2 separate regions of the Danio rerio genome follow, and region 1 is linked to region 2. Evidence: chromatin contacts called from public Hi-C data. All regions are on one chromosome and are shown on one strand. The core of a region is the stretch at or near the end of the contact, and the rest is flanking DNA. Distances in the headings are between cores, read along the strand shown.

What was found. Hi-C and Micro-C count contacts between places; a contact is called where the count stands out from the background.
Region 1: a contact with region 2 is called in a Hi-C map of an unstated tissue, with 2.6 times the contacts expected there. The contact joins two enhancer-like sites. A contact is called at or near these places in 1 of 18 Hi-C or Micro-C datasets (an unstated tissue) and 1 of 4 datasets of contacts at active chromatin or transcription factors (embryo).

Annotation. Positions count from the first base shown.
Region 1 is chr24:27,225,462-27,229,460 of GRCz12tu, reverse strand. The region is part of intron 1 of zfhx4 (zinc finger homeobox 4); the gene reads left to right. Among named protein-coding and RNA genes, the nearest start is that of zfhx4, 14 kb to the left of the region's middle. Within about 2 kb of position 1,795, at least 14 of the 62 cell types and tissues checked have an H3K27ac peak or open chromatin away from gene starts, as enhancers often do.
Region 2 is chr24:26,948,626-26,952,677 of GRCz12tu, reverse strand. No RefSeq gene overlaps it. Among named protein-coding and RNA genes, the nearest start is that of pex2, 170 kb to the left of the region's middle. Within about 2 kb of position 2,262, at least 13 of the 62 cell types and tissues checked have an H3K27ac peak or open chromatin away from gene starts, as enhancers often do.

The DNA of each region.
Region 1 (3,999 bases), core at 546-3,045, 280 kb before region 2:
TATAATACTAGATAATTACAGGACCAGCAGGCTGGATGCTCCTTCTTTACTGAGCAGCTTGAACTTTAAACTTTTATTGTTTCTTGGGGAAAATGACAGCAAAGAAAGGTCAAAATCTGCGAGCGAAAAGCAGCTTCTAATTCCAAATGGCGTCTGTTTTCTGCTCCCGGCCCATGCGGTAGCGTGTCAAAACATTCATCAGGTTAAAGTTAGTTAATAGAGGACAACCACAGAAATATAACACCTGTCCGACAGGCTTAACAGGGTATATTTTTAGATGGCTTGTTAAATGGTGAAATCATCCCCTCCTGTGTGTTTTTTGGAGGTGAAATATGTGGCCTGCGTTTGACTTTGTGCGGTTAGTGTTTGTTCCTCACCTCTGTATATCAATATAATAATGTTTGAAGCATGCGTTTGGTTCATTTGAAGCATGATTGTGTGAGTTAGCATGGGCCGGTATAGGATTCTGACGGTATGATGACCCTGGATAAAAATATCAATGTTTCACCGTATTGTGATTACTGCTCTAAAATATATTCTTTTTAAATGTTTGGGTAAAAAACGATTTTTTTCCCCTTTGAAAGCAATGTATTTTCTTTTTTTGAAAGATCGAAAATATTTTGGAGCAGTAAACATGTCAGGCTGAATAATTCAAATGAATCATTGACTTCTGCTGTCTTCATTTGTTTTTTAAAACACAGATTTCTTCACAGTTTAAAGTGGCATCTTTGGTTATCTTTTCTGCTGGAGATACTGTTGTCCTTAAAAACAATAACAACAACAACAACAACAACAAAAAATGTAAATAAAAAAATCTTACACACACCTTAGGAACGGAAAATTTTGGTTTTGGTTTTAAAACATTGACTTTTGACTTTTCCAAATAGTGGTATACCTTGAAAACGGTTTTCGTTCCATAATGTTAGCATCGCTCGTTCCAACAACTTCGATTGCAGGATTGACATTTTTAATTCTGCTTTATTTATTTTTTTGTATCGAAAGGGGGAAGTGCTTTCAAACAGATGTGCATCAAAACTGCGTTTATGTAACTGGTAAGCACTTTCATATTGTATGTATTGTGCTTCACAAGAACATGTTTGACCAGTAGATTAATATTTATTTAGCACAGGGAAATCAAGGGATTAGTCAGTCATCATTTTAACTCTAATCCTGCTCTGCAAAAACTAGACAAAGAGGGTGATTACTGAACACGGACTGGCAAAGCTACAATTAGATTCTCTGCTTTTCTTGTCGAAAACAGAAAAAAAAAAAACACACTCACACAACACACGCACACAAAGGGAAAAAGCTCTGAACTTTTTTTCCCCCTCCTGCAAAGAGGGAGAGAGAGAGAGAAAAAGCATAAAGCAAACATATTCATCACTCGTGCTTGTGCGGACAACAGAAAGATCACGAGATGAATTCACGTCAAGCCAATGAATCAGAGAAAACAAGTCTAATTTTAGTCAGTGCCTCCTCGGTGAAATGTGCATTTCTAGTCATATCCTCTACTTCTATTTGTTTGTGTGTCATTACTGTAAGAGTAAACACCATATCTGCTTTACTAATTAAGTCATGAGACTCACCAGGGGCGACGCACTGATTTGCATCTGGCTTATTTCTCTTAGCAAAGCACACACTGAAAACATGCCTGATGGGTCTCAGGTGGGCAAATATGCGTCTCTACGTTAACTGTTGATGTTAACTTGGCAAAGCTGAAGTGTGAGAGAGGGAGGTGGGATTAAAGGGATGATCTGCTATCACGTGGATACGGGCACCAGAGAAGATGTGAAACCAGATGTGGGGTGAAAAAAAGGCTAAAGAGGAACACTAGTGGGGAACCTGCCAGCATACGTTCCCCTTTCCCCTCCTTCTCTTTTTCTCAGTTGAAAAAGAATGTTAATGATTTTTTTCGCCCCCTGCGCTCCTCCAGAGACACAGCCTCATTGTTTGTGGCAAGGACCTTTTCTTTCAAACTTAATTACCTTCTCCCCTTTTTTTGGTGACTTGGACTGAAAGTTTGCACTGTGTCGGGAGAGGTCGTCACACATTCTTTTTACGCTCCTTTTCATTAATCCGGGGTGTGCAGGCATTTTCTCTCCGTGTCGGGACGGTAGGGGAGGGTAATGGAAGAGCCTCGGAATGATCCGCAGGAAGCTTAAAGCCGGTTAATGCAGTATAATAGTCTGGACATAGACTGGCCTTTGTTTGTGTGGTTCATTTCGAATCAGGCGTAATTAACTCCAGAGTGTTTCCAGATTGCCAGCGAGGAGAAATTGCAGCCTTCTCTCCTTTGAATTGAGAAAAGACATTAGCTATGTAGATTATGTTTCCCTTTGATACGGGCCTCTCCTGTTAAAAGTTTGCAAATGGTAGAGGGAGTGGTATGGACCAGTGTTTTTCCCCTCATTTAAAATGTCTCGTTTGAAGTCGTGGGATACGTTCGAAACACTTTTTCATTCCTGTTTTCGATTGCGATTCTTTGTTAAACGTCAGCCACACAAAGGTAATTTGTACAACAGCTAAATAAATGTCTTTCTGCTGATGTGGATTTGCCACACCCGACAGTAATGATATGTTGTGTATTGAAAATGAGTCCCTTAAATGTGGTTATGGCACAGGGGAGATATCCTGCTTCTACTGTTACACCTCTGGGCATCAACAGGGTCGGGAAAAGCCTTTGTGAAAAAAGGGTCATGCAAAACCGCCCCCCCCCCCTTTTCTCTCCCCTTTGCAATTCTCTCTCTCTCTCTCTTTTTGGACTTAAACAAGAAAGAATTAAGCCTCCTGGTGTCCTTGGAGGCCAGAGAAGCTCTTGATGTTTGGATAATACCACTTTGATGGATTTTTCATCAGTTCTTTCTGCATGGCAACAAATAAACAAGTATAATTAGACTTGTGAAGGTCCATTCATGGCTTTGTTAGGATTAGATATATGTGCAGTTTGCATGCTGTGACTCTCCTTTGTCTTTCCCTAACTCACTATGACATTTTGATAGAGGATTTGGTGTTGAGAAAAGCCCCAGCAGAGGCTGGGGTGACCTTTCCTAAATCGGATATAATTCTGAGGCATTTTACCTATTTTCCTGTTATTTCTTTCACACTCATATTGCAGTTCCACTTCAGTAACGCGTGACACATGTGCATGCTAACGTTTAACGTTTGTCTGTCTCCAAAAAAAAAAGAGAGAGAGAGAGACGTCCTGAAAAACTATTTAGGGTAGAAAGGGTGAGTGAAATCCTTTTCCTTAGAGGGGCGGGTGGGTTAGATCAGGGGGGAGTCTTAGCACTCGGGTAAACCTAGCATTCCTATTCCATTATTCCCATCTCTTGATCAGATCACATTCTTTTTAATCACTTCACAGGCAGCGTCTCCACAGAGCACTGAGAGGGAAGCTGAGACAGTCTTAATTAAAAAACAGAGGTAGAAACACTGTTTGCCATCTTTTTTCTTCTAATGGGAACGGGAGCCATTTCCATGCAGTGAGATCTGTCCTCATTGTTTTGAGAGAGCGCTCTTTCGGTTCCAAGAAAAAGAGCTTAGTATTTGTTTTTTTCGCTTTTTCTTCTTTTTGTAGCCTTCGCTTTTTAGTCGAATAGAAAGATGGTAAGACAAGAGAAAGAAAAGCTGTTTCACAGTTACGTTACAACACGTTGGAGGAATTGTAGAACAGTGTATAGAAAAGGTGTTAACAGAGAAAGAAAACAGTCAAAAAGAACATAGAGCACCTTTTAATAGAAAGTACGCACTTAAGACTAGTTTTAAAGTCTTTTTGGGTGGTAAAAAACGTTAACTATTGACATCGTCTTTTCTGTTGGTTTGAAGAATGCATGTGATTCTTTTAATGCCATTTTTGTCAGATCATCAGGCATCTCGAGGATGTCTGGATAATACGCTCTGACTTGTGTAGCAAACAGTAGTTTTTTTTTGGGATCAGAAATTGATGGGTGCACGCTTAAGTTACAAGGATGATTGTCAATGAAACATTGTATGATGCAA
Region 2 (4,052 bases), core at 1,013-3,512:
TGTGATATGCTTTGTATGCACACTTGATGTTGGTACATTAAATGCACTAAGTGCAGAGCAGTGTTTTGTTTTTTTGCATGCGTGTCGGGCACAAAGCAAAGAGTGCCATCTATTGATGGAGACAGGAATTTTCTTTGCTGAACAAAAGACTCTGCACTGTCCTTCTGTATATCACAGGGACATTTTTGACATCTAACAATCAAATTGAGTCAAAAAAAGAAAAAAAAACTTAAAATCTTGCTTTGTGTCAAATATCATATACTTTTAAAAAATGTGTAATTTGATCAAGGATTTTCTGTAACACATTTTGAATATTGATTTGTCAGTAATCAAATGAAACTGAGTGAGCCTCTCTCTCTCTTTCTCCCTTTATCTCTTTCTCTGTGTGTGTGTGTTTGTGTGTGTAAGGGTGTCGGAGGACTGACCACAGTGGCCAGTGTATAAAAGCATTATGAGAGATCAGACCAGAGCCTCAGGCAGTTCTGCACCAACAGCTACAGCATACATTTTTTAGTAAGATGTATATTAGACACTCATTTAGCTATGCTTATGTTAACTTATTATTATTTTGAGTTATTTCTCAAAATAAAGGTTCTGTACTGGTATAAACGGTTTTACAAAACACTTTAAACATCCATGGAACCTTTTCAATGTGTAAAGTGTGGACCTTTTAGTGGAAAAGGATCTTCAGATTACTGAAGTATTATTTAAGAAACACAAAATAGTTCTAATATTGCTTTCTGGACAGGGTTAAGAAGCCTTGTCTGATATTTGAATTAGTGCTGATGTGTCTGTTGTGAAATTACAGCAAAGCCACAGTACTTTTTAGGTTGTTTGTACATTAAATGCAATATATGAACATATTTTAACATTTAAACTTAACCTTTTGAGTTTCCTGTTGTTCATTAATTGCACTGAATACATATAACAATATTTTGTGTGTATTATAATACATACACACACCTCAGTCATAATTAACTATATCATAATTGCAATACATACAAAAAAATATTCTTTTGCAAATTCAAGTTTCAATCAACAGCGTTTGTGACAAGATTGATTTCCATCTAAAAATGATTGGAAATTAAAATGGAATAAATTGCTCATAAAATAAAAAAAAAATCAAAGAACACTCACAAAACTACACTTAATATGTGTTAAATAACTTAATAATCTTGTTTATTATATTTTTGTCAATCTAGTTAGAATGAAACGATTGCAATAATACCCAGAAACTGGAGCTTAGCAGGTGAAATGACATTTTCTGACTTTTACCCCTACAAAGATTGTGATTTTTGACATACTGTATCATGCATACCCCATGCTTTTGTATTGTTTTTGAAAGAAATCCACCAGCATGGCTGCAGTTATTTCATCAAAAACACAAAATAAATAGAAAAAAAAATATTATATATTTACAAGATTACTAATATATTTTACAAGATTTATTACTAAGAACGCAAATCTGAATTTTCTCAATAATTCTTCCATAATGACTTCTGCTCATTTTTAATAATAAATACTTTTCATTATTTATTATCAGTGATGTTGAAAATAATTGTCTGCTTAATATATTAGTTTTAAAGAGTGGTAGTTCATTTTCTGGTAACACTTTATTTTGATGGTCCATTTGAGTATTAGTAGACTAAATAATATCTGTTGATACTACTGCTTCAACAGACATTTAACTGACTATAAGAGACTTTGCAAATACATGTCAACTTACACCAACCCTAACCTCAACCCTAAGCCCTATTAAACAGTCTACTTATAGTTTAATGAGAATTAGTTAGCAAATAGATGTAAATGTAACTTCAATTCAACAAACGGACCATCAAAATAAAGTGTGACCATTATTATTATTATTTTTAATTCATTAATGAATAGAAAGAACTGGAACAGAATAAAACAGTTTTGTAAAATTATGAATATCATGTTTTCAATAGCTCATTTATAATAAACATAAATGATCTTCTAATAAAGTTGAAAACTTGAACCGCAGTGTATGTTCTGCACATGTGTATATAGAACATTATGCATCAAAAGCAGTAGGATAAGTCAAACTTATATTGAACTCATTTTTTTTTGTAAAGTTATGCCTCACATTTCCTGTAAACCCAGTGTGAATCCAGCCGTCTCATCTTACCGGAAACTACCTTCAGTCAACATCCCACCTCACCGCACCCCTGCCTCCAGCTGAGACGCCCCTTTCCTGGTGCAGTCCTAGTTTTTCTTTCTTCTGTAGTGTGTGTGTGTGTGTGTGTGTGTGTGTTGAGTCAGTGTAAGTTCACAGCATCTGGGTGTAATCTGCACATACGTCAGTTTGAGACCAGCATGGGCTCCTGTAACAAATGCTTTGCCCTTTGCAGTATTTAGTTTGATCTATGTTTGCGTGGTGACTTAATCAGTCTAATTTAGGGTTTCATAGTCCGCTTTTTTCTGCAAGTTGTTAACATGCACACTCACTGCTCGCAGACGGAATCTCATGTTTGGCTTAGCGCAGAAATGTTAATTATTAACCCAAAAGCATGATGCCAAATGTGTTTCAGCTGTTTCTGGGAACTCTCTGTGTTCCTCCTACTTGTTCTCATGCTCGCTTTGGCTGCGTCCCGAACATTGAAAAATGTTGCATTTGTAGAGAGTTTGAAGAAGGCTACACCAATACTCAATCTATCCTAACCACTAAGTCATTGAACCCACTATATGATTTCCAAATTCTGTTGGAGAAAGCACACATTACTTTAGTTTAAGTCATGACACCAAACAATTGAGATATTTTTTAAGTATTAGTATTATTTTAAACACAAGTCTCAAATTGTAGCATGTCTCCAAAATCACGAATTGTGCAAACTTGTGTGTGTCCAATCTAAGACGTCTTTATCTACTTTGAAATTGAATGCAACACATAGAATACATATCCTTTATTAACTAATAGATATTGCAACATGTTGTTTAAAATGTGATGAAGCTGTTTACAACAAATCTTACTTGTTTTTTTTTTATCTGAAAGAATTAACATTTTTTTAAATGCATGGTTTTGTTGATAGAGAAGTTTGAAACATAGGAAATATATACTAAAATATACATGAACAATTTTATAAATCTATATATTACATTTAAAAATAAATATCCTTGTATTTTCAGAAAGTTTAGTTCCTCTAACGACTGAATTTACGTCATCAATTCTTCAAAAACTCATCTATAAAGCCATTTTATGAATAGTTATTTGAAACAGAAATTATATGGTACTTTATTTTACAGTCCTATGTCATATGTACATACCTTTGCATGAATGTACAATAGATATTGTATAAACTATTGCATAACTTGGTAGTAGGTACTAACCCTGAACCTACTGTACCCACATAGTTAACTCAAATAACCAGAACTTTCTTACTTAAATACTGTTGGAATATTTAGTCAATTCCATGCCTGTTCAATAAAAAAGGTCAGTCTTCTCAGTGATTCTCTAGTCCTCCATTGGCCGCACCCATACATACGTCCTCTTTTTATACAAATTCTCTGCACAACATTTAAAGCATAACACTTTTTAACTGCATATATTCTGTGTTCACAACTCAAGTTAATTTTAGAAAATCAGGCCTTTGCATTTTTATCAGATTCATCTACTTCTGCAAAAATGCTTCATACAAAGCAAATCACACTCAACAGAAGATGTGCAGTTAGTTATATCACCTTTAAGCAATACAAATGCAATTGTTTAATGAAAAGAAAAAGAGAAAAAAAATAATTAAAATTTTTTCCTTTTTCCACAATGATAGACTGTACAGTATGTCCACTTTGGGTTTATATAATGTAAAGCAATTATGCTCAAAACTGGAATACACTTAAATGAACAATTAAAAAAGTGATGATAAAACAGAGTATTTGCACAATATTTGTTTTGCAAGTTTAATGAATCATCAGAATATGAAGTATCAAATGGAATTTTAAGGAAGTGAAACAACTAAACTTGGTTTCTAAAACAAGAGCAAAACACAAACCATATAAACTGTTAAGGATACATAGACTACAGCAGATTTAGTTAATAA